2 separate regions of the Hordeum vulgare genome follow, and region 1 is linked to region 2. Evidence: chromatin contacts called from public Hi-C data. All regions are on one chromosome and are shown on one strand. The core of a region is the stretch at or near the end of the contact, and the rest is flanking DNA. Distances in the headings are between cores, read along the strand shown. Region 1 holds the start of LOC123429825. Region 2 holds the start of LOC123425613 (O-fucosyltransferase 36-like).

What was found. Hi-C and Micro-C count contacts between places; a contact is called where the count stands out from the background.
Region 1: a contact with region 2 is called in a Hi-C map of seedling, with 4 times the contacts expected there. The contact joins the promoter of LOC123429825 here to the promoter of LOC123425613 in region 2. A contact is called at or near these places in 3 of 6 Hi-C or Micro-C datasets (leaf, seedling and an unstated tissue) and 1 of 1 datasets of contacts at active chromatin or transcription factors (embryo).

Annotation. Positions count from the first base shown.
Region 1 is chr2H:149,615,684-149,622,901 of MorexV3_pseudomolecules_assembly, forward strand. It overlaps LOC123429825, which reads right to left and starts at 2,341. Exons shown (of 2, transcript XM_045113808.1): 1 at 2,073-2,341; 2 at 441-1,856. The coding sequence starts at 1,587. The coding sequence ends at 745.
Region 2 is chr2H:149,201,157-149,207,875 of MorexV3_pseudomolecules_assembly, forward strand. LOC123425613 (O-fucosyltransferase 36-like) reads right to left here and starts at 3,826. Exons shown (of 3, transcript XM_045109308.1): 1 at 2,444-3,826; 2 at 485-734; 3 at 10-388. The coding sequence starts at 3,696. The coding sequence ends at 212.

The DNA.
Region 1 (7,218 bases), core at 1,091-3,590, 410 kb after region 2:
AAAATGAATGAATCTACATTCTAAAATATGTCTACGTACATCCGTATGTAGTTCATAGTGCAATATCTAAAAGGTCTTATATTTAGGAACGGAGGGAGTAGTACAGTATAATCTGACTTCTTGGTTTTGGACATTTTAACTTCCACTTTGCCATCTCGCGAGAAAAATAAAACTTCCACTTTGGGCAACTTCTGTAATTATAGTCAGGAGGACGGATCATCAACATATATCATATATCCTGTGGTGAAGTACACTGCACACTGGGAGGAGCACTGCAGCAGCTTAGGGTATTGTGGTGGTAACGAAATGAAACCTGCTGATTATCATGATTATCTTTACCAGACAGCAGCAGATTTTTTCAAGTCAATACTCACTCCACATAGACAGTCTCTCTGAAAAATAGACATATCCATGGTATAAGAATTGTAAAGAGTGCAGAGTAGCATAACACAACGTTTCAGCATTTGTTGGAATTCTGTTCAAAGTTTGCAAGGTGGAATGGAAATAAAATAAAATGAAGCACTAGAATCGACCAAACATTCCACCTCTCATTGATATTACCAAATCATATGGATATATCAAAACTCAATCTGCTAACCATGCCACCACTAGAACCAGAACAAAGAACTAAGGAACATGAAAACTCGCAAAAGGTTTTGTTAGGCTTGCTAGATCCTATATTCTACTGTCAGGATTCATTCACCCGATGTGGAGTAGTCGAAGAAATCTTTCATCGTGTTTGTGCTACTCAACCTTCCATGCGTGAAGTATCAAAGTAAAACCAAACCGACCCACTTGACGCTCCTTTTCGTCCTGTGAGGATGGCCTTGACAAAAATTTCTGCATGGATCGGCCTGACTGAAACAAGAACACGGCACATCCATTCGACGAGCCAAATAGCCAATCGTGCACATCCCAGAGCACCTCCACCGGCAGGCCATCAACATAGAACGTCTGGTTTCCTCTGAACTTCCATGCAAGCCTCTTCACCTGCAGTACTCTCTTCTTCCCAACCCTGATCTCGAGGCTTGGATCCTTCGTCCCTGACGTGTCACATTCTATGGTGATATTATGATGCTGATCAATGTCGGAAAACCGAGCCTTTGTGCAGTACACCTTCTTCCCGTATGTGTGCTCCTTCCTGGCTATCATGACTGCATCGGAAGGCAAAGCATTCGAAGACACCTTGTGATACATGTCCCCAAGCACAAGGACAGCTTCGAGATCAAAGATGAGAGCAACGTAGTATCCTTCCAGCGGCTCCGGCCCACCCACAAACTTGGCCGAGGACAGGTCCCAGAGGACGTCCAGGGTGCCGCCGTCCACCTCCATGGACTTGGAGCCTTTCCTCTTGGAGAAGAGCCACGGCTTTATCTCTGTCTTGCAGAGGAAACGGCCCGAGGAGTCATGGATGGCGACGGCCAGAGCCTGCCCCATGGCCGCCTTGCTCCAGGTGACGGTGACCCTGCAGGATTTGCCGCGCAGGCGGGCCTGGTAGGCGCACTGCACCATGGTCTTGGCGCTTGAGGACGAGGGACGTGCGACTTGGACGCCGCTTTGGCTGAGGCAGGACGCGAGATCTCTCATGACGACGGTTGCGACCTGCAGCCGTCGCCTTTGCGGCTTTTCGACGAACAGTATGTGTGCTGTGCAGGTGCAGCGAGCGCAACCGCCGGGTCACGCGGTGTGCGGGCAGGAGAGTATTCTGCTCGGTCTGATGCAGAGCATCTTCATACTTGGAGGTCTGAAAAATGGTCGCGATGATCCATCAGAACCGCATCGTTGCCCTCCGTAGCACAAGATTTGCGCCACCAGATGTAAGCATGTAACCCCTGTTCGTCGACCTGTCCTGGAATCTGAAACAGACAGACAATGGCAAATGAAGGTCACTTGGACCGGAAAAAACGCAACCTTCGAGATCAATCAACGGAGGGGGAAAAAAGAAAGCACGCCTCTCGCGACGAGATCAAGAAGATGCCACCAGCTCTATCGCAGCAGCGAAGAAGAGAGAACTCCAAAGAAGAAGGCTGGGAAACAGGGGAGACAAATCCGCTGCCCTGCGCTGCGCTCACCTTAACAAGAACTCGGCTGCTCCACAGCGAAGTGTCCCCTTCACTCAGGAGTCAGGTGCAGTAAAATAGTAGCAGTAGGCGGTCTGTCTGCCATTTCATCTTTCCTTTCCTTTTTGCTTGGGCTTGCTGGCCGTGTTGGTGTTGGAGTGACCAAAAGCAAGCGGGCGGAAAGAAGAAGACAAGCCTAGGAGGGCGACCGCGGCCACCAGTGAGGTGTCCTTGGGGAATGTGGGCAGCGGAAAAGACGGGGAGGTGCGCGCGGGCAGCAACAAGCTTGCTGCCCAGACCAGACAGACAGGTCTCGGGCTGGGGAGAGCCTGAGATGCTGCCGCGGTTGCACTGTCCAATCACCGCACAGCGGAAGGTCGTCCCTCTCTCTCTGCGGACACGTGAGCTCCACCTGATCCGCGTCTTCCGCTTCTGGGCGCACACGACGAAGGCAACTCCGCCGATCCAAACTGTATGCGCGCTGTGTCCGTTCCAAAAAAAAAAACACAAATCGCGGCATAATACCCTCTCCAACCGTTAGGGCAACTCCAACAAACCGACCTATCTTGTTTGTCGTCGTCCGTTTGAATCCTTACGGATAAAAGGTTGTTCCAACGCGCCGACTTAAAAGACGCGCATCCGCTTTTTGTCTGTCTTTCGACCCATTCCCGGTCTAATTTTAAGCCTGATTTGCATCGGTACGCATACGAGGCGTACGTGCGCGGCGAGCACCTACTTACCCCTAACCCCAAGTCGACGACAAAGCGATCACCTTTTTCTTCCATCCCCCCCCCCCCCCAAACTCTCCCGCTCGCTCCTGCGCCTTCTCCCACCGCCATGAACGACGACTTCGAAGCCACCGCCGCCATCGCCTCAATGGGCTCGTCCATTGCCACTGCCGAATCCAGAGGCAAGGCCCACGCCCCCAGCAAGGCCGCCGTGTCGCCCAAGAAGAAGAAGGAGGAGTTGACGCCTGAGGAGCGGGTCGTGGAGTCGGTCAAGAGGAAGGGCCGAAGGCACACGCATGACACAAGGGGCGAGGCAGCTGCCTCCGCGGAGCAGGAAGACACCAATGCCCGGGTGAAGGCGGCAACGATGGAGGCCTTGTTATACCTAGGGGTAAACCCTAGCCAGCACGGGCTTGTCAACGCCGTCCTTGTCGCAGCCGCGGCCAGCACGAGCTCGTCAGCATATCCTCGGATGATGTTGCCGGAGTCTTCGCGCGCGTCTTGCACGCAACCGATTCCCGGCCGTCGGATTTCGGGCTCCGCAAAATCCTAAGGATTCGAACACAGGGGCGTGTGCGTAGGTTCCTCCCTGCTTCGCTCCGTCTAGCCTGCAACTCGATGGTAACGGCAAAGAGCTCACTCGAAGGTGAGAAGAACACAGTACACAACAGTTTACCCAGGTTCGGGCCGCTGCGAAGCGTAAAACCCTACTCCTGCTTTGGTGGGTTGCCTCTCACGGAGGTTGATGGCGAGATAGTAGAGTGCTTTCGTGCCTCCGGAGGCCAAGTGGCTAAGTGTGTTGTTCTAGGGTTCCAATGGTCTGAGGATCCGATCCCCCTCTCAAATATCCTACCCTCTCTATTTATAGTGGAGGCAGGGTCCTCTCCCTTATCGTCGGCGGCAAGGCATCCCACAACGGCCAGCTTCGGTGGGAGACACGGGAGCATGCCTCCCCTGCCAAAAGTGGTCTTCGCCTGCGAAGCCGCTGCCAGCACCGCAGAGATGAGCGCAGGGATGACGTCCGTCCTGTCGGAGGGCAACCAGGGTCTTGTTGCACCGGTAAGGAAACCTTTAGAAGATGCATTTGGGGTCCTGATTCACTCCTGCCCTCTTTGCACCGAAAGGGGAAGTTGTCCTGCTCTGCCACCTTCTGATCGTCTGCCCCTCCCTGGCGTCACCCTTGACTCCTGAGTCCAAGCCTTACCTTGGAATATCCGCCGCTCCGGAGGAGTTCTAAAGAAGCCTTCGTGCGGGTCTTGATGCTCCTCCTCCTTGTGAGACTTGTCCCCTCACGAGGGCCTTGTTCAAAGCGGTGTTGTTCCTTGTCGAACTTGTGTACGAAGCGGGCCAGCCCTGGGCCGCAGGCAGGCAGGTATGGGTACCCCCGTTCCCAGAACGCCGACAGTAGCCCCCGGGCCCAAGGCGCGCCTGGGTTGGCTTCCTAGCGAAGCCTTGAAGACGGCCCGAAGCGTCGCGGGCCCCATTTGCGTGCGGTTCTGGCGACCCGCGTGTCTCGAAGCCGCACGAAGCCGCCCTCGCTTGCCGAGGTGCCCCGACGGTGCCAGGCCACGACGGTGCGATTCCCAAGAATCATGTTGGCCATCATTTTTCTCATTGAATGCGACCGCACCCAATACCCCCAACGGATGTGACCGATCGATGTACAGGTGAGGCGACGTGAGTGGCAGCGCTTCCATCGGTCCACCTCCCGGCCCTCGCGAGGCGTGCGATGCCCACGCTCCCAGGACGGTTGGCGGCTGGGGCTCGCCCTTAAGTATGCCCCGCCGCCTGCGAGGGGAGGTACCGCAACCTTGGGCTCCTTCTCTGCTTCCCCCATCCGCCGCGAGGAGACTTCTTCCCCTTCTTCGCTCTTCATCTTCATCGCATCCCCTAGAGATGGCTCTGGCTGGGGAAAGCATGCGGCGCCTCCTGCGCCATCGTCCGCCCCCGGGGGTAGTGGCGGAGAGCGCTTGGGGCCCTCGCGCTTCCGCCCCCGTTGGGTGCTGGTTGGCGAGTAAGTCCTTCATCGCGCTTCCTTTGTCGTCCTGTGTGTTGTCCTCGGGTTGATTCTTCTTCTTCTTCAGCGTGCCCGCCTCCGAGGAGCCGAGGTTAGGTGGGCTTCAGGAGGAGGTAAAGGGGCTGCGGGCCTAGCTTGCGAACGCCGAATCCGCTCTCTAGATCGCTCGCGGGGAGGAGGCAGAGGCCGTAGCTGAGCTGGCGTCACTACGGAAGCAGGTCCAGGAGGCGACCGACGTCGTCCTGGTTGCCGATGGTGAGGCGTCGAACGCCTGAACAATGGCCCGCCAGCGTGCCATGTGTTTCACCGACGTAGCCAGCCGGGCGGTCGGCGCGACTCGCCGGTTGGTGGGGGTGGCCCCGGCGCGACTGATGGGGTTATAGTCCCAGGGTAGGGTCATAGGCCTGCCTTATAAGTCCTACCCAAGGACTACCCTTCATAAGGGACAAGGCCCTTTATCAGTTCCGACTGAATTAAGGACTTCCCATCATCCAGTCGGCGACGATTCCCCCATCATCCAGTCGGAGACGAGCATTCGGAGCGCATTAAACTTACCGACTGGATTCCACTATGTATATCGTAACCTCCTTGGAGGGAAACGGTCATACGTTTTCATACACCATTATTAGCATTTAAGGCATACGTTACCTGTAACGTAGGCATTTATTCACCACTACTCCACTCCTGTTCACCGGACCGTTGTGAAGGGCAACGCACTCTATATAAGCCGCCCTTCCCCACTGGTGCAGGAGAGAGCATTTCACTTTACTCCATATTTCACTCGACATTAAGCTCCCAAGAGCACTGAGACGTAGGGCTTTTACCTCCACCGTAGAGGGGCCTGAACTCATACAACCTCGTCGTAGCTAAGGCTCTGCCCATCCTTTCGTACCCTACACATCTACTGTCAGACTTATACCCACGACAGTTGGCGCCCACCGTGGGGCAGGCATCTAAGCGACTTCCGGCGAGTTTGCGACTACATCTTTTCATCATGTCGTCCGGTGGAGATTTGTGCATGGGTCATGAGATCCTCTTTGACGCACTCTCCTTCATCGTCGACGATTCGGCATGGCTTCGGGATGCGCCTCTCGACGTCGAGGCGCTCCCTAGTCGCGGGGCTACGCACTTCCGTGCCGGCGCCCGCGGCGTCCTTCTTCTCCAGTTGTCGGCTCTAGTGTCGATCTTCGCCCCCGTCACGCGCCGCAACAAGCGGTCTCGCCGTCCGCAGCTCCAGCATTGGGTGCGACATGCCCAGGCGCGCCAGAAAGCGTCCTCTCAAGTGGCGGTCGTCGAGTCGGTTGTGGTTGCGCCGCCGTCCCAGCGCTCAGACTCAGTTCCGACTGAGTTGCCATCCGAGTACTTGGGTCGCGGGCCTGCGGCCGAAGTTCTCATGGCCAATTCCCATGAAAGTCCCCGCCAAACTGGTCGGAACGAGCACGAGGTCGGCGAGTCTTCCGACGCTCGCCGTCAGCCCCGCCGTTCTGCCAGTCGACGCACTCGTCAGACCAACGTGGAGGTGTTCCGCACGCCCGTCCTCAACCTGGCTGCCGCTGCCAAGATAGCCGATTCCCTCCAACCGACTGATTCAGAGGCTGGTAGAGGGATCGAGCAGATCCGTGCCCTGTTGCACACGGCGCAGCAGCAGAATTCGGCGGTCTCCCAGTCGCACAACAGGATCCACAACAGTTCCGTCCACGCGAACATGCATCGGTCGGTTTTCAGCCCCGATTCTCATCAGCGACATAGAGGAGGCAGTCGTTCCATGAATCCCGAAGATCGTCGCCGTTCACACACCCCTCCGCGGGGTGGGCCTTACGGGCCCCGACATCATGATGATCGGCGTTCAGTCGGTGACACGTATAATCTCGAGAAGAAGTTTGAAGGTCTGGAACTCCACCATGTTCCGCGACTGAAAACCAAGCAGCTGATGAATTGGCGAAACTTGGATCCACTCGGAGACCAGTCCCGAGTGATGTCTGCCTCGAGCACCTGCACCTTCCCTCAGTTAAAGAAGATCCTTTCACAGAGGAACCAGTACAACCAAAGAGCTCGACAGACCCGACTGAAATCGAGGTCCCCGCTGTGGTTGATTTGATCATGGAGATTCTTGCTCTCATCCCCGATTGGACTGTGCTGTTCATTGCGTACATCCTGAGGCAATAGTTACCGGAGGACGAAGTCCAAGCAAGGCAGATCGTCCGCAGGTCGAAATCTTTCACTGTCATTGATGGCCATTTGTACAAGGAAAGTGTTTCAGGCGTCCTTTAACGATGCATCTCCCCTGAGGAGGGACAACTAATCCTGGAAGAAATTCACTCGGGGACCTGCGGCCATCATGCCTCTTCAAGAGCAATCATCGCCAAAGCATTCAGAGCTGGTTTCTTCTGGTTGCAGGCGAATGAAATGGCGA
Region 2 (6,719 bases), core at 2,576-5,075:
CACTGCACAACCCACAAGCCCCCTTTGTATTCTCTAACCATGTAAGAATAACATACGCCGCACAGACAAATCAGTGGACGGCGCTGATACAGATATCACAACTCTTTTACACTTAGTTGTACACACCAATTTACAGGATATATGTATATCATCAGCACGTAAAGGGAAAAAGAATGCCGCTATGAATCTCTCTACCATGGGTACTATTTTCTCACTCTAGCTCTGCTATGTAGTTGGGTGGCTCACCCTGGCAGAGGTACTCGTCGCAGTAGGACATCGATCCCCAGCCCCTCCGTAGCCTGAAGATATCCTCTGTGAAGGTGGAGCCCGATGACCCTATGAAAACGTTTGACAAAGCGCAAATTGTCTTGTCGAGCATGGCCTCGACCTGCATAAGCAATCGAAGCGGTTTGCTATTTAACCAAACCATCTCTACCCAATACGAGAACCAAGACAAAAGAAGAGGACGGGAATTGATATATACCTGATCATCTCCACCCATGTGTTTTCTGTATAACAAGGCATCCCACTTCTCCGAACCTTCATGCTCTGGTCTTCTCACAAGAGGTACTTGCCGGTCATTGAATACAATCAACGACTGCAGAAGATTCGTCTCACTCCCAGCAGCATCAGTCGACAGATATATTACTGGGGCATTAGCTTTCTCGATGATTCGCAGGATGCATCCTGCTGCCTGAGGGATAGGAAAGAAGCAGCTCTCTTTCTTCACATTACTGCACGGAGACAAAAAAATATCAATTAATGCCACACAGGAAAAGATACTTACAAATTATAACAATATTTGTGTGTGATGAACTGAAAGTCTCGGCAGATTTTCTAGGCAATGAGCTGTTTTCCCATCAATAATCCCCAAAGAACCTCAAGCATATGGTGCATCCGGGTGCCATAGCTACAACGACAAAGTGCAGGGAGTAATTCACACATGTAAATGTAATAGGTTTCATGCCAATCCAAGCTATAACCAAGTGTCAACTTTATATACTCCCTCCGTTCCTAAATATAAATCTTTTAAGATATTTCAATAAAAAACTACATACGGATGCATATAGTCATATTTTAGAGTATAGATTCACCCATTTTGCTTCGTATGTAGACCTCTAGTGAAATCTCTTAAAAGACTTATATTTAGGAATGGAGGGAGTATATGATTTCTTTGTAGTCATAGAGTGGGTACTAATTTCTTACATCTTGTAAACTTTAAGCACAGGAGCACTAATTTCTATATCACAAACTCAAAGAACCTAATGATGTATTAGCATGAACTGAAAGCAGATAACAACTATCTCATCACAATCAAATATCATGTTTCTTTGGCATATATCATATATCTGTGGATATATCCAAGATAGAAAAGCAAAAAAACAGAGTTCAACTAAATATGTTTCTCTGAACTGTTGTGACATCGTGAAACAATGAGCCAAATATAACGGATTAGTAAGTGAGGTCGCGGAACTCACATGGTCAGCCAAATTGATAGAAGCAATTAATTATACTAGAAGGAACTGTTGACAAGGAAACTCATAACGCATTGCTCGTCTCTGTAGAATTTTCTTTGGACACAGCTGTACTAAAATATCGAATAATAAATTATGTTTTAACAAAAATAATTTTGTTTAACTGCTATAGAAAATTACCCCAACCTGCAAGGTGCTGCCTGGTGCTAAATATTGAGTACTTTGCAGAAGTGTCTTATGGACGTATCAGGATGATAATGGGTGACACATGCTAACCAAATATGACCCACAATGTGAGGAACCAAGACCAAGAGCAGTAACCAGCTCAAAGTTGGTCATGAAGTTATCAGGTTAAACCATTTAGCTGAGCCTGACGAGTTAAATTAAACAAAAGGCAGAGCGAATCGTGAACTTTGGTGCACCCTAAGTAAGGTATCAGGAACTAAAGTAAAAATAACTCTTCAGGAATAGACTTTGATCAGTAGAAGAGAAACTATATGCTATGTACATGAAGCTTATTCTATCATAAGGAGGACATGGTTAATTTATAGTATTAGCAGACACTTCATTAAAAGCCCCATGAAGACTGTCTATAGTAAATTTGGTCAGCTGTGTAGTAGTCAGACTTTGACTTGTATAAATTTAACTTCCTAGATCTAAATGAAGAGCCATTCTTTATCAAAATAAGTGGCTGGTGTTTTGGACGAATTATCTAAGCAGACAAGTTCATTTTCCAAAATTCCAATGTCCAAAGCATCATCAGCCAAGCAATGACTAAAACAGGATAATGTATGAGCAACCCGAACGGTCCAATTATAACAGAAATAAAGCCAGCTACTACTAGAGCCTAGAAACAAAATGCAGCCCTGTCAGCATGTTGGATCACAAGTTCCACAAACAACCTTAATATATGCATCTTGCTAAATATCGAGATGATTGATTACTAATCAACTGATATGATGTCTTACCAGAACTTAAGAAAGCCATGTCGACGGAAATGCAAAGCAATGTAGTTTCCACCCAAGAAAGTCTGCACAAATCGCTGCGCGGTAAGCATTATGAGCCTGCTTGGTTGGATCAAAGTCCTGCATTTGTGAGCCAATGGACCACCAGGCTGCATCATCCACTCTTCCTCAGCATCAGCATAGAACAACTCACCGACTGCAAGCACCTCAGCGTCTGTCGTGAACTTTGCCGTGATATCTGCTGCATATCTCTTCTTTGGCTCCTTCAGTTTTGCATCCTCTGGCCAAGCAGCCTCAATCTTGCCCATTGAAATCCCCACACTCTTCAACTTCTTAATATGATCCTCATCCATGTAACAAGGGGGCGACCCCACGTAACATATAAATTGATCGATGCTCACTTTCTTCCTTTTATCCACAAATTCCTCATAAGTAATCACAACCTTCCTTCCAATACACTCATTAATGTGGTTGATATCAAGCACCCGGTCGTACTGATAATCTACCTTCTGGCTGGGAACCACCAAGATCCGGCCAAGAAGTGCGGCGAAGAACATGTGCTTCTCCAAGCAAATCAAGTGGTTCGACATTTGCCCAGAGAGACAGATGGCGAACAGGTACCGATTCTTCTTGGGGTTCCACTCTATCGTCCGCCGGTTGTACGGCAATTCCCTCCTCCTGCACCCGGGGCCTGGCAGATCAAGATCCAAAGCATCTTCTGTGGCATTGCCGGCCCCAGAGTGGTGCGTTGAGAGGAGCGCCTCCTGGATCTCGCGGTTGATCTTGATCTGGCTGAGGAGCGCAGCCTGGAGATCAGACAACGAGACAGGGGCGGCGGTGGAGCTGTTGGTGGGCTCAGGGGCGGCAGTGCGGTTGAAGAGGCTGAGGAGGCCGGAACGCTGGGAGCGGAGGAGATAGAGCGCGTGGAGCTCGGCCTCGCGCATGCGGGAGGAGGCAAGGTCGGCGGCGGGCGAGGCGGAGGGTAGCCGGATGGAGGCGGGGAGAGACGAGGCGCCGCCGAGGGAGAAGAAGAGGATGATGAAGAGGACGGGGAGGCAGACGCAGATGAGGAGGTATCGGCGGGACCAGAGGACGCGGCCGAGAGATGTGGCGGAGGAGGGAAGCGCGGGGCGGAAGCCGGAGATGCTGAAGGAGGCCCGGGAGCGGGACGAGGGGGAAGGAGGCTTTGTGTGGTTCTGGGGGACGAGGGTCTCGAGGTCGTCGTCCTCGTCGGAGACGGAGGGTTCGCGGTCCATGGCGGCGGAGGATAGGGAAGTGTCGGTGTGGGGTGGGAGTGGCGAGGCGGGAGGGTAGAGTGATGTTGGGGGGAAGAAGGGTGGGAAAGATGGAGGGTAGATGACGGCGACCGTCCAACGGTGAGGATGACGGTCGTCTAGCTTCGCGTAGTAGGCAAGCTGATACGTAGATGGATACACAGGTCCAACCGATTTTTTTTACGGGAATGCTAATTTTCATCCGGCTGAAATATTTTCAGCTTTCATCCGTTTCTCTGCCCGTTCGATCCTTGTGTCAAGATCCCTGTTTTTTTCTTTCTTTTTTGTCTCGAGGTGTTTTGGTTGTTATCGGGTCTACAATCTTTTTCTGGAGACCCGTTAATCTTGATGGGTAGCGTGTCCTAATTGTTTCTTTTATTTCCTTTTTCTCCTCTGCTCACTTTGTCCCTGTCCATTCACCATTTCAAGCGGCGCGAGCATGAGACATTGAGTCATGGCGATTTTTGGCTAAAGATCCCAGTCGCTGATCTCTCAAGGGCGAGCTGGTGGTTAGGCGTCCTGTCCTCCTCCCCCACCCCTTCCTTTCACCTGCTTCCTTGTCGTCAAGCGCGCACAGAGGAAGAGGCGAAATCAATGCCATGGCAATCCGTCTGCATTGGTTTCGCGTCGCTCCTCATTTTTCTTGTGTTGACTTGCGAGCCGTGTGTCCTCCTCATCATCCTCCGTCCATGGTTGGTTTTGTAAGTATCATTTCCCTCTGTTTTCCTTCCCCTATTTTTTTCTGTTTGATTTTTGCTAGATCCGGTGGATCATGTATGTTATCCCGTGTAGCCATGGTTCCTAGATGTTTTTTTGTTGTAGATGTATGGTTCCATGTATATGTAGTGGTGGATTCTTCCAGTATATTGTTGATATTTTGTGCTTCCTAATTGCGTTCTAGTTGTCTCTGTAGAGAGTAACTCCTAATTGTGTTCCATTTCTTTAGTGGATCCTTCTTGTAGTTATCGGTTTGGATCCCTCCTTGTTTGTTGTAGATGTTGAACTCCTAGGTGTGTACAATCCCTCCTATGGATCCCTCCTGTAGTTGTCGCTATGAATCCCTCATGTTTGGATGTAGATGTTGAATCTACCTCATAGTTTATGTGAATCTATAAAAATCAGTGTAATCACAGCTCCAGTCTCTGAAACTCATGTGTTTTTATCAGAAATCCAGTGTAATTTCATTGATATTTGTATTGTAAGTACAATTCATGTTTCAGTGAATTTTCAGTATTTATTATGGGTATTTTCAGTGGAATTGCAGTTTTTTTAAACTCTAATACAATGGTTATTTTAGTGTAATTACAAACTTACAATCAGTATTTTAGTGTGTATTCTTAGTGGTTTTCACTGTAATTCTCAAGTGGATTTACGGTCTAATTGCTTTAGTAATTTAGGTGATATTTTTGCAGCGTAATTCTCAGTGCATTTTCAATGTATCATTAGTACATTTTGTAATGTAATTCTTTAGTGGGTTGAGAGGATTTTTAGTGGATTCACAATGTAAGCTTCACTTGATTTACACTATAGTTTTTAGTGGATCAGTACTGTAATTTTCAGTGAACTTGCATTGTAACTCTTGATTTTTACAGTGTAATTTTAGTGGATTTACAATGTAGTTTTTAATGGATTTAGACTATAATTTTTCAGTGGAATTCGCACTGTAACTATTGATTATTTCAGTGTAATTTTCAATGGATTTACACTGTAGTTTTTAGTAGAATTATATTGTGATTTTCACTGTTTTTGCACTATAACTCTTGATATTTTTTGGTGTAATTTCAGTGAATTTACAGTGTAATCCTTAGTGCTTTTGAGTATGGACGGTTTTTTACCCTTTTGTAATCTGCATTTGAGTAGGCTGGATTATTTTTGTATTTTATTTAGTGGATTTTTTAGTGTAATTCTTATTGGATTTACACCGTATATCTCAGTGGACTTACACCGTAATTTTTAGTGGGTTTTACAGTGCAATTTTCAGTGGATTCACACTGTAATCCTTTGTGGATTTTACAATGTAATTCTTATTGAATTTACATTCTAACTTTCAGTGGACTTGCTCCGCTCTGTTTTGTTGTCAAGCACCAATTTAGAAAAACATGATTGAATCTGTTTTCTTTTCACATGATTTGTTAATGCTATAAGAGAGACATTAAGGAACTTAGCTTCATCATGTTCGAGGTACATGTCCTGGCCCTTCATGCTTGTTTCCATCCCATTTGATTCCATTGCAGGCACCTGTAAATGTAAACTGTATATAAGCATTGTTTTGTTAATCTTGCAACATGTAATGTCTACTTGTACTTGTGTTTGCCCCTTTTTGTCAGTTCGTAGGCTTAATTGATATGAACGGATCATTTTATTACTTCCTATGTGTACTCATTTGTATTTACAATCAGTAGTTTGTAGCATTTTGAACTTCAAGTAGGAAAAAAGGTCTTTCTATGTAGTTCCAAAGTTTATAAATTTCAGTCCTAGTTTCTTTACTTTCTTGTAAATGAGTTATTTTGAAATCATGATCTAAGTTACTGATTAGTGTATGGTTTGTGTGTGCCAAAGTTTCTGAATTACAGTCCTAGCTTTATGAAAATATAGTATTTCTAACCTGTTTGTTCAAGGATTCTCTTAACTTTCTGTATTTTATCTCCCTGAACATGTGATCCCTTATCTTTTTTATACTCATTTCCATGTGTTGTAATTGTTTTTTTTTCAATTCAGAAACTTTCTAGTAGTTCTCAAATTCATGAATTTAACATGGATTTTTGTTTCCTAACGTTTATGTCCCTGCACCCCTAGACTCACATGACCCTAGTGTTCTTCCTGGATCTAGTTTTATTTTCTTGGTTCAAGTATTTTTTTTTGGTTCTAGTGTAAAGTTCCAGAGTTCATCTTTTTTGTCCCTGCAGCATGTATACATAATAGTTCACAGACGCCCTTTGTTCGATTTCTGATGTAGAAATGCAGGGGAGAGATATTTGTCTAAATCATGCTTAGTATGTGCTGAT